2 separate regions of the Gossypium arboreum genome follow, and region 1 is linked to region 2. The links are chromatin contacts, called in public Hi-C maps. All regions are on one chromosome and are shown on one strand. Each heading gives the region's core, a stretch centred on a gene start, on an enhancer-like site or on the middle of the called end of the contact. The rest is flanking DNA. Distances are from core to core; before and after follow the strand shown. Region 1 has its middle 13 kb from the start of LOC128282554. Region 2 has its middle 23 kb from the start of LOC128281425.

Region 1 (4,437 bases), core at 1,099-3,598, 630 kb before region 2:
GAAGCCGATGTTTGGAAGCTTTGATCTGATAGGGGTACTTAGTGATTTTTTTAAGGGGATTAAGGGCTACATATATAACTGCTTAGTGCTTACTGCACAATATACTTTTGAGTTCCATTCACCAATCATAAACCACAAAAGTTTAATCCCATTTGTGTTTTTCAACAATATAGCTGCTTAGTGCTTAATGTATCCTATATTTTTGGGTCCCATCCATGAATCATAAACCACAAAATTTCATCCCATTTGTGTTTTTCAACAAAGCTAGTTGATCGGCCTTGATTTCTTTCACCACTCTTAGGAAAATCATAGTCACTATGGCCGCCGTGATTGACATATGGTAGACATCAATTATTCTAGTGTGGAATTTTTTCTACGGACACTGAATTCCAGGATCAGCACCTTAAAATTGTAAAAATTTACGGTGCATCTGCTTTGCTTATTTTTGTTATCAATGATATAAACTTATATGGATATGGGCCATTTGGAAGAAAAATGAAATGTTGATTTTGCAAGAGAAAGTGAAATCTGCAGTGCTTGGCCCAAGATGGTGTGACTGAGTCAAAGGCACTCAACTTCATTAATCCACATGATCAAGTTTCTTTGTAATGTATATTGATTGCTTTGAATTTATATATTCAGGTATGGCTGATAAGAAATAAGATTGTATTCAAGTTTTTTAATTTTTTTACAATTTTAATATTTTTGAATTTTTATAATTATATAATTTTTACTTTTATAATATTTTAATTAGTTACTGATGTGGCATATAAAATAAAATAAGAACATATCAATAATGAATACACGTTAATCATAATGTAAAATAACTATGTATACATTTGAAAGTCACGTAAGGACTTTTTGTTTTGTATGGTTGAATGTCAAAACAAAAGGAGTAAATGATTTTAGAGAATTCTTTAACGCCACCAATAGATTGCAACATCGGTATTTGAATGTTATTGTTTTCTTTTCTAGATTAACCTCTTTTTTTTTTTTTTTTTGCTCAAATTCTACATTAACCTTCATTCTAAAATTCCAACTTAGAAATTAAACTTATTAGCAAAAACCTCTCAGTTTTAAACCACTCAGACTAGTAAAAAAAGTAAAATTTGACATTAAATACATATATATTATTAACCTCAACTATATTTTACCACATAATAATTAAAACTAATTATTAAGGGAAATATAACAAATTAGTTTAATTATTAATCTCATCTACATATAAGATTAGTGGTACATAATTCAAAAAGGAAAAAATTACATTAATTTGGTATGCGTTTTTCGTATACTTCTTTTTTTATTATGTATTTTTACTTTTGATAAAAATCTCACTTTTCTATACTTTAATAGGTTTGCCTTCTAACCTTAAAATATGTACCAAACAAGCATCTTTTCTGTCTCTACGATGTCAAGCTCTGTCTATGAAATGGATAGGATTGACGAACGTGCTATTGAAGATCGACGCACCAAGAAGGTGAGATTTAAGAAGCAGCAAGCGGGATCTGATGTTGTTGAGGATATGGATATGTCATCTGATCTGAACCTCTTGTGGAAAGATTGACTTTTGGGAAAAGGCTTTTCAAATTTGAAGAAGGTGACTGAATATCTTGGAAAAAGAAGGGGACGATGATTTCAATCTCTCCAACAGGGATATCAAGAAATCTACGGTTAATGGAATTCCTTCAATTGAATTCTCGGATAAGGTTAATCAACTTCTCATCAAAGATATGTCCACTACGATGGTGATAAAACTCTTGGTCCACTACGATGGTGCTAAAGCTCTTGGGGAGGAGTATAGGATATGTGGCTCTCCAAAATAGGGTTCATAGTCTCTGGAAGCCTTCCCTGCTGTTCCAGCTGATGGACATTGAGAATGGGTACTATTTGGCAAATTTTCAGGATCAAAAGGATTTCGACAAAGTGATTTCTCAAGGGCCATGGGTCATTTATGACCAATACTTGGCTACGTAACCTTGGACTATAGACTTCAATCCTGCACAACCTTACCCTAACGTTGTAATGACTTGGGTCAAATCACCAGGCCTCCTAGGGATTTGTACATGAAAAAAGTTCTATGGAGATAGGTGAAATGGTAGGGAGAGTCGCTAAATTGGATTTTAATATGGATAAAGGTTCGAGGGGTCGTTTTGCCTGTATGGTGGTATATGTTCATTTGGATAAACCTTTAGTTTCACATGTGTTGATAAATGGTAATCTCCAAAACATTGAGTATGAATCCTTACTGATGGTTTGCTTCATTTGTGGCCGGTATGGACAACTGAAGGAGTCATGCACCATAGTAGGGAATTTAGTTTCACCGAAAAATCAAACGCCATCGTCTGATATGGTTATGACGGAGGTTGGCGTGTCAATAAGAATAGCGGTTTACGGGCCTTGGATGGTTGTTGAGAAGAAATCCAGGCGAAAATCAAGTAATTTGCAAAATTCAAGAATGGTTAATCAGGAGAACAAGGCTATGGGATCCCGATTTATGGCTTTGATTTCGACTGATAAGAAAAAAGGGGATTTCAGTCAAGAGATTAAGAAATCTAAAGAGGCCTGAAATAAAGGAAAAGAACCTATGGGTAGGGATTCCTTAGGGTTTTAGGCAAAATCTAACAGACAAGTTTTTGGATAAATTTGGGGGTAATGAAAAGACAGTTCAGGTGGGCCAACGAAGGAATGTTGGATTGGTGGGCCTGAGTGGGGGATCTTATGAGGTGGGTAGTAGTATGGTAACAAAGGAAGCTGGTAGCTCATCAAAGGGCCCAAGTAGGCAATCAGTGGACAAGTCTAGGGGGGACCAAGGAGAGTTAATTGTGCCAGCAGGCAAAAATTCGGTGACCCAAACTCTATTGGGTTAAAAAGAAAGAACGAATGGTTTTAGGCTTTGATTAACATAATCCCATAAAAATTCGGCTGATATTGATGGTACAAACATAGGTGAAGACAACACTACTGGAATTATTTCCCACTTTAATCCAATGTTCGAAGGGTTGGTGAAGGTTGGTATTTCAATGAGCAAAGGTGGTTTAGATCCTAACAAACATTTGGCATTAATTTTTAAAGAAAATTTACAATCGAATAACAAAAGTGTAAGCATTAGTGGGAGTCTTACTAATGGTGAAAAAGACGACTTGAGTTTCAAAGGGAGAGGTGCGGGTGGAAAAATTAATTTTGTTAGAGAGGGAAGAAACTTAACAAATCTCTAGGTAGCCGTGGGAGTCAGTTTAAGATGTCAGGAAGTTCTCGAGTTCCTTTATCTGACTCAATGAACTTTATGGTTGAGCTTATTGCTTCTTAATTGGCAATTGAAGGTGGGGACAGTGGCTCCAAGAAAGTAGAGAATAGCTTGGCAGATTCTACAGTAATTGGTAGTTAAGGTTGGTATTCTCCCATTTTGTGTTTTTATTATGAACTTATCTTTTTTTTCTTAGAATTGTCAAGGGTGTGCTAGTGTTAATTTCCTCGTATTTTTATGAGTATAACATAGAGTATAAATCAGATATTGTTGGCCTTCTTGAACCGAGAGTGAGTGGAGACAACACAGACTCTATTACTACTAAGTTGGGTTTCTAGTGTTCCGACCGGGTGGAAGCAATTGGATATTCTGGGGGTATTTGGATAGGTTGGAAGGACTCGATTCAAGTGGATGTGGCTTGAAATCACCCTCAATTTATTTTAGTACGGGTATCATGTGGTATCCCTTCAAAGTTTATTTTTTATTTCATTTGTTTATGGCAGTCCTGATAAACAGAAACACAAATTTCTTTAGGAGGCTTTGAAATCTTTAATTCCATCCAAATCAGATCCTTGGGTGGCTATTGGAAATTTCAATGTTATTTTATCCATAAATGAAAAGAAAGGTGGGCGTTCTAGTAGGAGGATATGTCCTTTTTTCAGAGAATTTGTTGATTCGGCTGAGTTACATGATTTGGGTTTCAAGGGTTCTTTCACTTAGCAGAAAAGTGGTATTCTTGAAAGGTTAGATCTAGCCATTGGTAATGATACTTGGTTGAAACCATTTCCCAACAGTATGGTTACTCATCTTCTATGAATTAACTCTGATCATAAACCTCTCCTTTCGTTAAATCCAGAATTCACCATGTCTAAAGAAGGCTTTTGAGGTTCTTAGCTAGGTGGGTTGAACATCCAAATTTTGCGGCTTTTGTTCAAAGCAAGTAGTGTTTCAATAGGAGTATGTCATATTCTTTATCCAATTTTACTTATGGCGTCAAACATTCGAATAAATCGGTATACAGGCACTTTAAGACTCATAAAAAATAGTTGATTAATAAGTTGGCGGATATTCAAAGGGCAATGGAATTTTCTAGCTTGGATCACTTATTTCAGTTGGAAATACATATACGGGAAAAGATTGGAGACAGTTCTTCATCATGAGGAACTTTTATGGAAGCAAAAAGCTAGATGTGA
Region 2 (4,210 bases), core at 627-3,126:
AATTACACCATGGGTCAACTCATGTTAGTGGCACCGCCTAAATCCAACCATTAAAAACCATTAAGCTTGTCATCCTTTAATAATAGCCATTGATTTAATTAATGATTATTAGTCAATTAATTTAATTTTTTACATAAATAAAATAGTGGGCATTACCAGCTTACCTTCTCCTCCAATTCAAGAAGAAGATGAGAAATTTTGATTCAACATTTCACCGTTGCCGATAAAAAATTCATAAGCTAAGCTTTCTTCTTCAATTTTTCTTAAAGCATACTATAAAGGTGTTAGATTAAAGTAGCCGAATTGTTAAATTATGAAATTATTAATATTTAGCAGTTGTTATCTTTGAAATTAAAGCGAAATAAAGATTCAAAACTATGAATGATGCATGTTTTGAAAATAAATGTTTTACAAACTTTTTCTTTGACTTCTACTGAGGATAGGAATGAAGAAGGTGTTTCCATTCTTGAGGATTCTAACACCAAGAAGGTTTGATTTAAGGGGTCAGACGCAATTCCTGAAGATGTGATGGTTGTGGATCCACTGCCAGTGCCTTCTCTATCATGGAAGGATATGCTAGTGGGGAAGGAAAGTTTTGTTCAGAACAATACAAGTGATCGCCAGTCCTTTGCTGATAATTTCTCCCTCATAGAGCAGGATGTCAAGAAATCTTTTATTGATGGTGTTCCTTCCATTGATTTCTCGGAGAGAGTTTATCAACTTTTGGAAAAAGAATTGTCAACCTTTGTGGTACTCAAGATGTTGGGACAAAACCTTGGAATTAAAACTTTGCATCAATAATATATGGGATTTGGAAACTATCTAAGCCTTTTCAATTAATGGATACTGAAAATGGTTATTTTCCTGCAAAATTTCAGAACACTGACGACTATGACAAGATTCATTCCCAAGGTCCGTGGGTTATTTTCAGTCATTACCTCACTGTCCAAACCTGGACAATCTATTTCAATCCTAAACCTTACCCCTCTTGTACAGTTGCTTTAGCCTAGGAGCCAACCTAGCTAAGGCAATATCCCAAAGTAGGGGCAGCTAACTGTGTAGATAGATGCTCTTTCCTCTTGCGGGAAAGCTATTCCTTGAGTTGAGATGCTACTGCTTAGATTAGATGGTTAGCTTAGTAGATGCTTTCGGATAAGGATGAAGTGCAGGATCTACTCTGAGAAATCCATCTATGAGAGGGAACGAACAGAGTGACAGCCTACATGAATGAGTAGCACGATCAACTGCTCTTCAGAAAGAGGACTACTCAAGGAGTTTAGGGATTGCAAGCTTGGGATTACAACGAGATACCAGGACTTTTTAGGCCGTTCATCGAGCCCTTGCAGCTATTTATGCCCTACTTTCTTAGCTCCTTTCCTTCTTAGTTAATCGAGTTAGTTAGTCGGTCGAGTAGCCTAGAGACTGAGCAGCATTGTCATTTCTTCTTTCCTATCTATATCTAGTCAAGCGGTTTGAAACCCTTCTACTTGTGAGCTAAGTTTCTTCCTCTCCTAATGGCATTAGCTTCGGCTGATAAGGTCCTCACATGGATTCGTTTTCCCGGGCTTCCTAGTCACTTTTATAAAAAAAGAGATTCTTATGGAGATTGGGGGAATGATAGGTAAAGTAACAAAATTGGATTTTAACAATGATAGTAGAGCAAGGGTCGGTACGTTCGCATGGCAGTTTTTTTTTCAATTTAGGGCTATCGTTAGTCTAGAAGATTCTCATCAATGGTAGTCTTCAAAACATCAAGTACAAAAACTTACCTATGGTTTGCTTTAAGTGTGGCTATTATGGACACACTAAGGAAACCTACCCGTCACTCACACAACTCCCAGGGGCAAAAGAGAAAGGTGAGACATTGGAACAAACTTCTGTAGCTACTACGGCGGCCAGAGAAAGGAACTATGGTCCTTGGATGCTGGTGGAGTGGAAGACCAGGCGCGGCTTGGATGGGATCAAAAAAGGAAACAATTTTAAAAGGGGATAAAAGTATGGGATCACGTTATCAATTGTTAGTAGATTTGGAGGTGACTTCAATAGAAGAGGAGATGAATATGGAACCCCAGAAAGATTTGAAGAAAAAAGGGAAAGTTGTATTAATTGGTTCCCAAGGTAAATCTTCAACGGGTAAAAAATCAGCTAATGATGGTTCTAAAAAATTCAATTTGGGCCTGTCAGTAGGGAAACATTTAAAGGGTTGGGCCCTAACCCTAAAGCGATTAATATCTTGAACGATCATTTCACGGGTGGGACTAAAACGGTCCTAGATCCGCAAGCTTCTTTTGGTGTTAAAAAGCTGACCCCTTCGACTAGAAATCAGCAGGCCCCTTGTGATTTTAATAGTGGACTGCAGCAAGGGGCCCAGGTTTCCAAAGAATCTGCTGCAGATCTTATTAAACTCTCAAGTGCCACACATGATGCTTTGCCCAGTGCCGGAGAAAATAACTGATCATTAATTTTAGGTAATACTGTCTCCTTTTGTCCTTTAGTTTTAAATTTACAAAATATTGTTTACGCAGATCAAGTAAACGTGGATCCTCCTTTTTCTCTCCAAAAGTAAGCGGAACATGTAGTACACTTTAATCCTACATTTGAGTAGAGTTCTTTTGTTAATGTGGAGGTGAAGGAAGGAGTTTTGGAGGCAGAAAATCATTCGGCAGTTGTGTTCAAAAATAGAAATATTCTGGAGCTCGTGAGCGAGGAGATGGGGGTAATGGTCATTCGACTGGAATCAAATTGCCTAGGGAGACTTTTAAGAGACAAAATGCTAGTGTCTGGTCTAAAAGGAGGTTGGGAACTTAACAAAACTTTAAAAGGGCCAAGTAATCGTTTCAAAAATTCTAAAAATATTCGGGTTTCATTTGTTGATTCTATGAAAAGGGCAGCGGAGCTTGTTGCATCTAAAATTGATAAAAAAATCTACTATGGATTTGTCGCGGCAAAAAGGAGAGCCAGTGGAGTTTTCTTCTACCGGTTGCCAATAAGATAAGGTCTTTTTTCTTTTTTAAATTTTATTATTATGAATTTGTCTATTTTATCTTAGAATGTACAGGGATGTGCGTCTGATAAATTTTGCGAGCTTTTCATGAGTATAACAATCAGCATAAACCTGATATAGTTAGCCTTCTTGAACCAAGAATTAGTGGGACTAAAGCTAACACAATCATGATGAAGTTAGGGTGGGACAAATCTCATCGCGTGGAAGCAATAGGATTTTCTAAAGGTATCTGGATTGGATGGAAAAATTCGATTGATTTGGATGTGGTTGGCAATCATCATCAATTAATTTTGGCTCATATATGTTCTAATTTGCATTCTCATTCGATCTTTGTTGCTTTTGTGTATGGGAACCCGGACAAATTGAAAAGGAAAAATTTGTGGAATGATTTAAGTCACTCAGTTCCACTTAGGAATGATCCTTGGATTACCATAGGAGATTTCAACGCTATCCTCTCTTCAGATGATAAAAAAAGGTGGTCATGTTAAAGGTTACATATGCCAATTTTTTTGTGATTTATGAATAAAGCTCAATTGCATGATCTAGGTTTTCAAGGCCCTCTTTTCACATGGCATCATGGTAACCTCTCTGGAAGACTAGATAGGGTCGTGGGAAATGACGCTTGGATGGAATCTTTTCCTAATTGTTCTGTTTCCTATCTACCTAGAATTAAATCTGATCATCGACCACTTTTTTTAAATTTTTGTCACGAAGTTAGATTTGCTCCTAATCGTCCTTTCCAGTTTTTAGCTGGCTGGCCACACTACAAAAATTTTACTAATTTTATTAAGGAAAATTAGAGTTTCGATGCTAATATGACTAGTGCAATTGTTGGGTTTACTAATAAGCTCAAAAGTTGGAACTATTGTGTTTTTGGACATATAAACTAGAGGAAGAGGCAGTTAATGCATAAGCTTTCTAAAATCCAACATACCTTGAACCTTTTGGGGTCTAATTCTCTTATTCATTAGGAAGTGATAGTTCAAGCTAAGCAAAATATTCTTCATCATAAAGAGATGCTCTGGAAGCAAAAATCAAGATGTGAGTGATTAAATTTGGGAAACTGTAACACTAGCTACTTCTATAGATGCACAATTTAAAGAAAGAATTTCAATAAAATCATTGCTTTGTGTAATGCTGATGGGGAATGGATTTATGATCCTGAGATTCTTAAGACCAAAGCGGTTAATTTTTCTAGAATCTTTA

Evidence for each region. Hi-C and Micro-C count contacts between places; a contact is called where the count stands out from the background.
Region 1: a Hi-C map of leaf shows a contact between it and region 2, with 2.8 times the contacts expected there. The contact joins two enhancer-like sites. A contact is called at or near these places in 2 of 5 Hi-C or Micro-C datasets (both in leaf).

The regions. Positions count from the first base shown.
Region 1 is chr10:42,592,427-42,596,863 of ASM2569848v2, reverse strand. No RefSeq gene overlaps it. Among protein-coding and RNA genes, the nearest start is that of LOC128282554, 13 kb to the left of the region's middle. Within about 2 kb of position 2,348, at least 2 of the 2 cell types and tissues checked have an H3K27ac peak or open chromatin away from gene starts, as enhancers often do. A contact at or near this core is called in leaf, where this site is marked.
Region 2 is chr10:41,958,382-41,962,591 of ASM2569848v2, reverse strand. No RefSeq gene overlaps it. Among protein-coding and RNA genes, the nearest start is that of LOC128281425, 23 kb to the right of the region's middle. Within about 2 kb of position 1,876, at least 2 of the 2 cell types and tissues checked have an H3K27ac peak or open chromatin away from gene starts, as enhancers often do. A contact at or near this core is called in leaf, where this site is marked.